3 separate regions of the Mus musculus genome follow, and regions 1 and 3 are each linked to region 2. A link is a contact called in public promoter capture Hi-C data. All regions are on one chromosome and are shown on one strand. The core of a region is the stretch at or near the end of the contact, and the rest is flanking DNA. Distances in the headings are between cores, read along the strand shown.

Evidence for each region. Promoter capture Hi-C pulls out the DNA fragments that hold promoters and counts their contacts.
Region 1: a contact with region 2 is called in a promoter capture Hi-C map of neutrophils, with 5 times the contacts expected there. The contact joins the enhancer-like site here to the promoter of Usp38 in region 2. A contact is called at or near these places in 3 of 39 promoter capture datasets (cranial neural crest, neutrophils and second pharyngeal arch cranial neural crest), 2 of 115 datasets of contacts at active chromatin or transcription factors (astrocytes and large pre-B cells) and 1 of 9 other capture datasets (adipose tissue).
Region 3: a contact with region 2 is called in a promoter capture Hi-C map of the HPC-7 cell line, with 8 times the contacts expected there. The contact joins the enhancer-like site here to the promoter of Usp38 in region 2. A contact is called at or near these places in 13 of 39 promoter capture datasets (the 3T3-L1 cell line, 3T3-L1-derived adipocytes, the C10 cell line and 9 more), 1 of 15 datasets of contacts at CTCF or cohesin (large pre-B cells), 3 of 484 Hi-C or Micro-C datasets (cerebellar granule neurons, cortical neurons and pro-B cells), 4 of 115 datasets of contacts at active chromatin or transcription factors (the 230-238 cell line, astrocytes, forebrain and 1 more) and 2 of 9 other capture datasets (adipose tissue and liver).

The regions. Positions count from the first base shown.
Region 1 is chr8:83,062,936-83,065,915 of GRCm38.p6, reverse strand. The region is part of intron 6 of Rnf150 (ring finger protein 150); the gene reads right to left. Among named protein-coding and RNA genes, the nearest start is that of Tbc1d9, 100 kb to the left of the region's middle. Within about 2 kb of position 1,640, at least 36 of the 459 cell types and tissues checked have an H3K27ac peak or open chromatin away from gene starts, as enhancers often do. A contact at or near this core is called in adipose tissue and neutrophils, where this site is marked.
Region 2 is chr8:81,013,540-81,016,687 of GRCm38.p6, reverse strand. Usp38 (ubiquitin specific peptidase 38) reads left to right here and starts at 1,782. Exons shown (of 10, transcript NM_027554.2): 1 at 1,782-2,933. The coding sequence starts at 2,252.
Region 3 is chr8:83,085,214-83,088,269 of GRCm38.p6, reverse strand. Rnf150 (ring finger protein 150) reads right to left here. Exons shown (of 7, transcript NM_177378.4): 7 at 1-3,056. Among named protein-coding and RNA genes, the nearest start is that of Tbc1d9, 79 kb to the left of the region's middle. Within about 2 kb of position 1,444, at least 47 of the 459 cell types and tissues checked have an H3K27ac peak or open chromatin away from gene starts, as enhancers often do. A contact at or near this core is called in the 230-238 cell line, the HPC-7 cell line, neutrophils and 1 more, where this site is marked.

The DNA.
Region 1 (2,980 bases), core at 391-2,890, 2.0 Mb before region 2:
ATGCTAAGTGCCACCTGGGATAGCACTCCACTTTACCCACTGAGGCAGGGTTTCTCACTTGAACTCAGAGTGTGCAGATTTGGTGAGTCTAGATAGCCAGCTTGCCCCAAGTGTCCTTGTGTCTGCCTTCTAAGTGCTGGCGTACAGGAGGGCTGTCATTCTCCCTGGGCACTCGTGGTTCTGGGTATGTACACTCTGGTGCTCCTGTTTGCACTCAAGCGTTTCACTTGCTGAGCTGTCTCTCTACCCTCAATGTAGGGGAATTTTGAGATTTTGACTTTGGTTATTTCAGACCCAAGCCCAGATATGAGATAGCTGTAATTTTAATTTCCTGATTTAAGTTTTTGAGCAATCTCCATACACCTTTTCATATTGTTGTACCAATTTACATTTTAACCAACAGTGTACCCTAGACAACACTAAACAACAACAGACTTTGACAGTGGCCATCTTAATAGGTTTACGGTGATTATGCTCTGGTGGTTTGATGTGCGTTGCCCTGATAGTGAACTAATGCTGACGATCTTTACAAATGCATGGCCGCTTGGGTATCTTCTTTGCAGAGCTGCCTACTCTGCCTGGGAATGGTGTATATTATGTTCCCATATCTGGGAATTAAACTTAATAATACTTTGAAGATTTTTGCATGAATAAACATGAGGGAGTCTGGCTCGTAGTATCCCCTCCTTGTGTTATCTCTGACTTTGGCATCAGGATGAAGATGCCTCACTGAGCTGGAAGTGTGCTTTCCTCTCTCTCTCTCTCTCTCTCTCTTTTTTGAGGGGGAAAGAGTTTGAGAAGAAGTTTTATTATTTCCCCCTTTTGAAAAACATAGATGATGTCTGTCCTGCTTTCTTTGTTTTAGTTAATGTGGGCAATGGGAGAAGAAGGGCAGGCTGGGCTCAGACTGGGCAAGGATCTGAATGCTAGGTAGAAGCTTACAACTTCATTTAATTTATATGGATGCCATCATGCTGCTACTTCCAGAAGTACTGCAGAGAATGAAGGCAGTGGTAGAACATTTGCTTAGCATGCACAAAGCCCTGGGTTTACTCTCCAGAGTGTACACATATACATGCACACACACACACACACACACACACACACACACACACACACACACACACAGATACACACACACACACACATAGATACACACACATACACAGACACACACACACAGAGTGACACACACACACACAAACACACACACACACTCCAGCAATGCTGTGTCAGCTGTATTATTAATGTATTTATTATTGTAGCATATTCATTGGGAACCTGCCTCCATCTTTCATGTGCAGCCTCCTGGGCTCCTTCTCAGCTCAGTAACATGCTAGCACAGGGCCTTCCCTTTGTAACTACAGCCCCATTGTTTCTATAACGCTGTATTTCTTCACTGTTGTTGGAGGTAGGTCAATGTACCCACATTTCATAAAGCGATCTTTACCACATGACAGTCAGATGCCCACTCCTTGCCCTCCTGTTATATGATAGTGCAGCAAGTAGCCAGAAGAAACTGAAGAGCTGGGCTCTGGAGGAACACAGGTCTGGTTTAAAGGCCTAGGTCCTAGGTCACAGCAAGGAAGGATCATTTACTTGGCTCTAGGAAGGGTTGGAGAGGGGGAGGGGACAGAAACAGGAAAATGCCCTCTTACTCAGCATGTTCAAAAACAAGGAAGTATTTAAACAGAAGATTTGAGAAATACAGAATCCTTGCAAAATATAAAAACAGATTCCAAGCTACAGAGCTCAACGCTGGAGACTCAGCCCTGACGTGCGTGTGTTTGGCTCTGCGCGTAGGACTCATTTACATCCACCTGTTCAACTGCCAAGGTCAATTTAAGATTGGAGGTGTCTTAAATTTCTGACCGTTCTGACTACCTGCTCCCTTCAGCAAAACACAGAGAAGCCGATTTAAAGGAGACGGCAGATCTTTTGTGTAGTAGAAAGCTTGATCTTATCACCTCCTCTTACAAGTACCCATAGTCGGCCCTCAGCCAGTTTGAAGAACAGTTCGCAAGTGATGCCTTTGGGGGACCTGGTACAAGGGAAGGCCTCAAAGTGTAGCATAAAACTTGACTGCTTGGGGCTGGAGAGATGGCTCAGGGGTTAAGAGCACTGACTGCCCTTCTGAAGGTCCTGAGTTCAAATCTCAGCAACCACATGGTGGCTCATAACCATCCCTAATGAGATCTGATGCCCTCTTCTGGTGTGTGAGAAGACAGCTGCAGTGTACTTACATATAACAATAAATAAATTTTTAAACAAAACAAAATAAAACAAAACAAAACAAAAACCTTGACTGCTTAAGGCCTAAGTTTTAGCTATGGAAAAGAGGCCTAATGTTGTGGGTTTGTAGCACAGGTTAATGTCCCAACAAAAAAGTCTGCAATTGACTTAGTTGAGTGTGTTATTGTACCTTCTTAGAAAATGTAGACCCTACCTAAATGTATAACAGAGCAGTGGGCAAGTCAGGATGCTATAAAATTGTAACTTAACCCACTCTTCCTGCTTACAAACATTTCCAGTTCTTGGCATTTAGAACAACAGTAAGACTTTGAACTTGTATTCTACATTTGCCCCTGAGAGGCAGTTCTTGCCCATGTATTTGAGGCTAGAACTGAAGAAGTAACAGGAGCTAGGGAGTTCAGCAATGTTAGGATCTGGAGGTGGGAGCTTTGCCACCACCTCATGCATCGAACACATAGACAATTCTCCTGCCTCAGCCTTCCAAGTACTGAGATTACAGGCATGAGCCACCATGCCTGACTAACCTGCTACATTTTGTTTGTTTCCCAACAGAATCCGCACCACTTGTCATTTGTATTGTTATAAGACAATATACATGCTATGCACACATACAGTTTGAATACTGTATCCTCTGAGACCAAGTTCTCAGACCAGGCTCTTAGCACAAAGGGCATTTATTTGCCCCAGAGAGACAGAGGGCAGGGATAAGGGACAAAGACAGGAGATA
Region 2 (3,148 bases), core at 533-3,032:
TCAGCTGCTCTTTCTGATCACTTCACGCCTTCAAAACCACCTGGGTGACCCTTACACATTACCACGTAGAGCTGCAGCTCGAGATCTAGCCTTGGCTATCTCTGGAACACAGTTTCTTTGTGCTCTCAGAAAACACTTCCCAGAAGATTTCACTTCAGTGACGCTGGTCTCTTCGTAATCACCACTAATTTCTTAGCTCCAGCTACCAGCATCAATTGTCCCAGTAATCCCTTCTTTAAAGCCAGAGCCACATGGCCAAAGCTGCCAAGTTCTGCTGCTTGCTGAAGCTGGAATGTGTCCTCCCACCTCCACCATGTTCTATTATCAGCTTTCTGTTTTCTAACTCCCTCTCTGCCTAAGTTTGGGTTTCCTGAAATGAACTCAGAGACCTACATGGCTGTCTCTTGTAATGCTGGAACTAAAGGCATGTACCACCAGGCCTGGAGTTAAGCTCTTCACCTAGAACCTGCTTGTCCCAGGCTGGCCTTGAACTCAGAGATCTGCTTGGCCTTATCTCCATGGATTAAAGGTGTATGCCACTATGCCTGGGTCTAAATTTAGCTGAGAAGGATCTTGCTTATACACTGAACACTGAATACAAAAGCTCACTATTTTTTATTTTTTCCAGACATGGTTTCTCTGTGTAGCCCTGGCTGTCCTGGAACTCACTCTGTAGACCAGGCTGGCCTCGAACTCAGAAATCCACTTGCCTCTGCCTCCCAAGTGCTGGGATTAAAAGCGAGCACCACCACCACCCGCTAAAAAATCTATTCTTACAACAACCTTGTTTTGAATCACCACTAAATATATGAGCCACCAGTACTCTCTCTACATTAGCAATTGTTTCAGAGGAAAAACCCAGCCATTTAAGGCATTGGAGTATGTCTGGGCCTAACAAGGTCTTTAGAAAGATTTCCCCCAAAGCTTGGTTTGTTTGTTTGTTTGTTTTCTTATACTTTCCTCCATTCCTCAACTAGTGCTCTTCTCGCGTTTCCAAAATTTTCTCAGACACAAGATTTTAAACAATTAATAGCACTTCCTCGAATTGTCTTCATAAGCAACATGTCTCAGACTATGACATAGTAAAAGTTCCTCCATTTTGTCTCAGGTGGAGCCATCTTTGGTTTACCCGGAAACTGACACCATCATTCCCTGATGAAAGTGAAAAGTCCTGTACCCCAACTCTGTCCTAGAAACTCGGGGAAATGCCTCAGGCAACTGCACGTTTTGGGCTTCTAGTAAGCTGCTTGCTTACTTTATTTCCCTGCCAACGGCAAACAAGGAAGTAGTGTTTCCGTGTTCTCTGCCTTTTACAGCTCCCTGCACAGTGCGTTCTTCCGGCTGCTCTGAGAGAAGGGTTTCCCCCCGGCAGTCGCCGGCGGCTCAGTATAGACTCTCGGTTCGCTCGCGCTGAGTGGTCTCTGAGTTTCTAACCCTCACCACTGACGGAATCCACGTCCGGCGACAAGAACCTCAGAGCTCAGAGTAGGCTCCCTGAGCAGCGCCTCCGGAAGTCCGCCAGTGACGTACCACACAGTCTCCAGTGACGTGAGAGTGGCCGCGTGACTCACTCCGTGCCTCTGCGCCTGCGCGCCAGGGAAGGGGGCGCGGCCTATCGGGGGAGGAGCTACATGGAGAAGGGGGAGGGGCGGGGCCAGCAGGAAATGGGTCGAACGTAGCCGGGAAAGGACCGGAAAAAAGTGGGCGGGGCGAGGGCGGACCTATCCGCTGTACCTCGGAGCTTCACTTCCTATTCGCCAGTATTTCTGCTTCCGGGTTCAGGGTGTTCCGCGCCTCCGGCTCCTCTCCTTGGCAGATCGAGGTACTCGCATTGACAGTGCCTCCTGACTCAACCCAGGGCGACTTTTAACTGCCCACCCGCGGGAGCCGGGGCTCCGCACTGACCCGGGACACGAAGGCGCTCCTCACCTTCCAGCTCAGCCTGGAGGGTCCCTGCGCCCGGAGGCTGGGAGAGGTCGCGGGCCCAGCGAGGCAGCCTTATGCGGACCTCCGGCCCCTGAGGCGGACCGCGGGGACCCGCAGCCTTTCGGCGTCCCAGAATCGCTCGCTCCCGTCCCGGCTCGGATGGGCCTTCCCACTCGATAAATGTGGCTGCTGAGGCGGCGGTGGCGGTGGCCGGTCCTGCTGCTGGTTGGCTCCAAGTTCCTCCCCGCCGGGGCGCTTTGCTGCCCCCCGGGGCTGCCGCTGCCAGCTCTTTATCCCCAGGGCCTGGCCTTGCAGAGTGGCGACGATGGACAAGATTCTGGAAGGCCTGGTGAGCTCCTCGCACCCGCTGCCCCTCAAGCGGATGATTGTGCGGAAGGTGGTGGAGTTCGCGGAGCATTGGCTCGACGAGGCGCAGTGCGAGGCCATGTTTGACCTGACGACCCGCCTCATCCTGGAGGGCCAGGACCCTTTCCAGCGACAAGTGGGCCACCAGGTGCTGGAGGCCTACGCGCGGTACCACCGGCCGGAGTTCGAGTCCTTCTTCAACAAGACTTTCGTGTTGGGCCTCCTTCAGCAGGGCTACCACTCAGTGGACAGGAAGGACGTCGCCATCCTGGACTACATTCACAACGGCCTGAAGCTGATTATGAGCTGCCCGTCGGTGCTGGATCTCTTCAGCCTGCTCCAGGTGGAGGTCCTGCGAATGGTTTGCGAGAGGCCGGAGCCAGTGCTCTGTGCCCGGCTGAGCGACCTCCTGACCGATTTCGTGCAGTGCGTCCCCAAAGGGAAACTGTCAGTTACCTTCTGTCAACAGCTGGTTCGAACGATAGGTCATTTCCAGTGCGTGTCCACTCAGGAGAAGGAACTACGGGAGTATGTCTCCCAGGTAACGAAAGTGAGTACCTTACTACAGAATATTTGGAAGGCTGAGCCCTCCACGCTGCTACCTTCTCTGCAAGAAGTTTTTGCAAGCATCTCTTCCACAGGTAAGGGTCATTATTTCAGAAAAGTGTGTCTTGGAAATTCAACACGTGTGTCTCATCAACACAGTGCGCTTTTTTCCCCCCCGGAAGCATTCTCTTTGGGGGTACTGAAAGAGGCCAGGTAGCCTATTTTATTAGAGTAACTCCTCCAGTAAGAGACGTTCTTGATGGAGAGCAAAACTAAATACCCTTATGCAAAATGTTACTCCTCTTCACTG
Region 3 (3,056 bases), core at 195-2,694, 2.1 Mb before region 2:
CCTCCGTCCTCTCCCAAAATGGACAGAAATACTGCTCAGGAAATCAGGCAGCCCAGTCTTTGAAGGGCAGTGCCTCTGCTCCTCTTTGCCGTACGTTCTTTCCAAGAAGCATGGCTTGCTAAATGTTAAGGACCCTGGGAAGATGGCAGAAACAGGTCACGCAAATCCTGCTCTTGTGCGAATGTGGCCTATTAGGAGGGGACCAAGGAACAGGGTTTAAGGAAATGGGGTGTAAGATAGGGAAAGTGTGTGTGTGTGTGTGTGTGTGTGTGTGTGTGTGTGTGTGTGTGTGTGTGCAAGGAAGGGAAGGGAAATTAAGAATGCTATGGGGGCTGGTGAAATGGCTCAGTGGTTAAGAGCACTGACTGCTCTTCTAGAGGTCCTGAGTTCAATTCCTAGTAACTACCTGGGGACTCACAACCATCTGTATCTGGGATCTGATGCCCTCTTCTGGCTTGCAGGTGTACATGCAGATAGAGCAACTCATACATTTAATTTTTTTTTTTTTCTTCTACAGGACATCATCTCCCTGGCCTCAGTACCTCAGCACTGCAGAGACTGGACCTTCTCTTTGTAGATTGCATGATGATCTTTCCTAAAATTTTTGAAAGTTTTTATTTGGTAATTTTCATGGTGTTCAGCCAAGGATATGCATTCAGTGGACAACTAAATGCCATTAAATGCTTATGCAATCTACTTCAGCACCAACTAAGCTTACACCAAGAATCTTAGGCAGACTGATGTTCTCTTTTGGTTCTGGAAGTGTTGTAGTCCCAGGAATGTCTGGGCTGTAAAGAAAATGGCCACTGGGCACAGCCATTCTTAACAGGCTAGACCCTTGAATACCCACAGATGAAAATGTTAAAGCAACAACAACAACAACAACAACAACAACAACAACAACAACAAATCTCTGGAGAGAGACTTGCTTCCATGGCCAGGATGTCACACACAATGTTGAAATAGCTAGGTGCCTCTGGTACTCCTCCCCACCTCTGCCCCTGCCTCCACCCAGTATTTGTCTCTGTAGCTGTCCCAGAACTTGCTTCATAGACCGGGCTGACCTCAAACTCACTGAGATCCACCTGCCTGAGTGCTGGGTTCAAAGGTGTGAGCCACCACTGCCTGATTGCCTCTGATACCTTATCATCTCCTGTCTCCATACTATATCCATCCCTTGGGTGTGTGACCAGAACTGACCTTGAAGGCCCTGCCAGACCCAAGGCTGTTCTTAGGAGGCAGCAGCCCTTTAGAAGGATTAACCACGCAGGAGGAAGCCATTCTGAAAGTGACTCTGAGGGAGTTCAGGGCTCTTTTCCTCTCTCAACCTTGGACAAAGCTGAAGAGAAAGCTGCTCGCCATTCACCACATAGAGGCTGGATGGCCACAAGCTCAGAGATCCTTTCTCGGCAATGCCACACAGACCGGGTATGTGGCTCGGCCTGCGGTTTCCTGCGCCTTTCCTGTCTCTGAGTTCTACTGCTTTAGAACGGGGCAGCCACAGGGATGAAGAACTATGGGTTGAGGTAAATTCTCTTTGGCTAAGTGTCACATTAAGAGTCTTGGGATTAGTCATAGAAGTGAGGGGTGTAAGTCTCTCACATGAGTCTCAGGGTTTGTCATAAAAGTGAGGGTGTAATTTTATTTCAGCACCAAATCAGCATGGTTGGTTGTCTTGTTGTTTTTTAACAAACAGCTCGTCAGAGAAGCAACAGTTGCTGAGGACAGTGGACACTGTGTTTAGAAAGTTGATAAAGGCTATTTGAACCGCTATTACTTATGGAATAAGAACATCCCTGGCTGTCTCCTTAGGTAACTTGGCTAAAGTCTGTTTTTCTTTTGGGGAAAACCTGAGGTAATCTTATCCTTTTTCTCCTGTCACAGTCAGGAGAGCACTTGTAAGGATTCTGGAACATTTCTTGGGCTGTGCTGCCCGGCTGGTGGCCACTAGGCACATGTGGCTACGGAAAGCTTGAACTGTGGCTAGTAATAATGATGATGTGCTGGGCGTGTAAAAGACAGCAGATTTAGAATAGGTAACAAAGAATAGAGGAAAATGTTTTCCTGACACCCTACATCATTTGCACATCAAAACAATAATAATATTAGATTAAACTGCTATTAAATAATTTCCACCTGTTTCCTTTTTGCTTCTTAAAATGTGGCTATCGGGAGTTAGAAAAAAAAATGCATGTGACTTGGGCTGTATTTCTGTTGGACAGAGTTGGTGCACCACTTGCTCCAGAAAAATGCATGCCTGTAAATGCATAGTCAGTGGGCACTCCTGGGCTGCATAGCCACGTGTGGCTCACTGGGTCCTCAGGTCAGGGCCTCCTCATCACGGAAGGCAGCAGCAATGTCTATAGTAAGAGCTTTGCCAGTTATCTCAAGAGGAAAAACTTTCTTTTAATCTTTCTTTTGCCATGAAGGTCACAGGGAAGCCCTTCAAAACTCTTTGGTAAGCAGAGACTGTCAAAGGCTCAGGGAGTTTGCCACAGGGTCTCCTTGGAGTCAGATCAACAGGCTAAGGGTGGGCCTCTTGGGCTCCTTAGCATCCTGTAGGGTATTAGGTCAAGGACTTGCTTATATAATCAGCGTTTACCTGGCCACTGGCCAGAAAACACCTACCAGATCTTTTTCTGTCTGGTCATGCAATGTAATTTTGTATTTCTCTTGTTGTTGAATTACCCCAATGTCATTAGACTAAATATTAAAATTTCCTTTGTGACTCAGTTGTTTTCACAACACAGATCCCCCCTGGAGAAGTGCAGATGTGTCACCTGAGACAGAGGGGACAGTGAGACTCATCTTCGAAACTTCATTGGAGAGAGTCTGGTTTAGCACTCACCTGCTTCCTCGCTACGAAGCATCTCAGGCCTTGGAGGCGGGCATTAATTATGGGATGTGCTAGACCTTTGACAGAGGTGATTTTTCTGAAGCTTGTTATCATTTTCCTTGCCTTGCTCTCTACCATCGAATAGGAATGCATTAAAAGTAGAAAGAAAGGAAGGAAGGAAGGAAGGGAGGGAGGGAGGGAGGGAGGGAGGGAGGGAGGG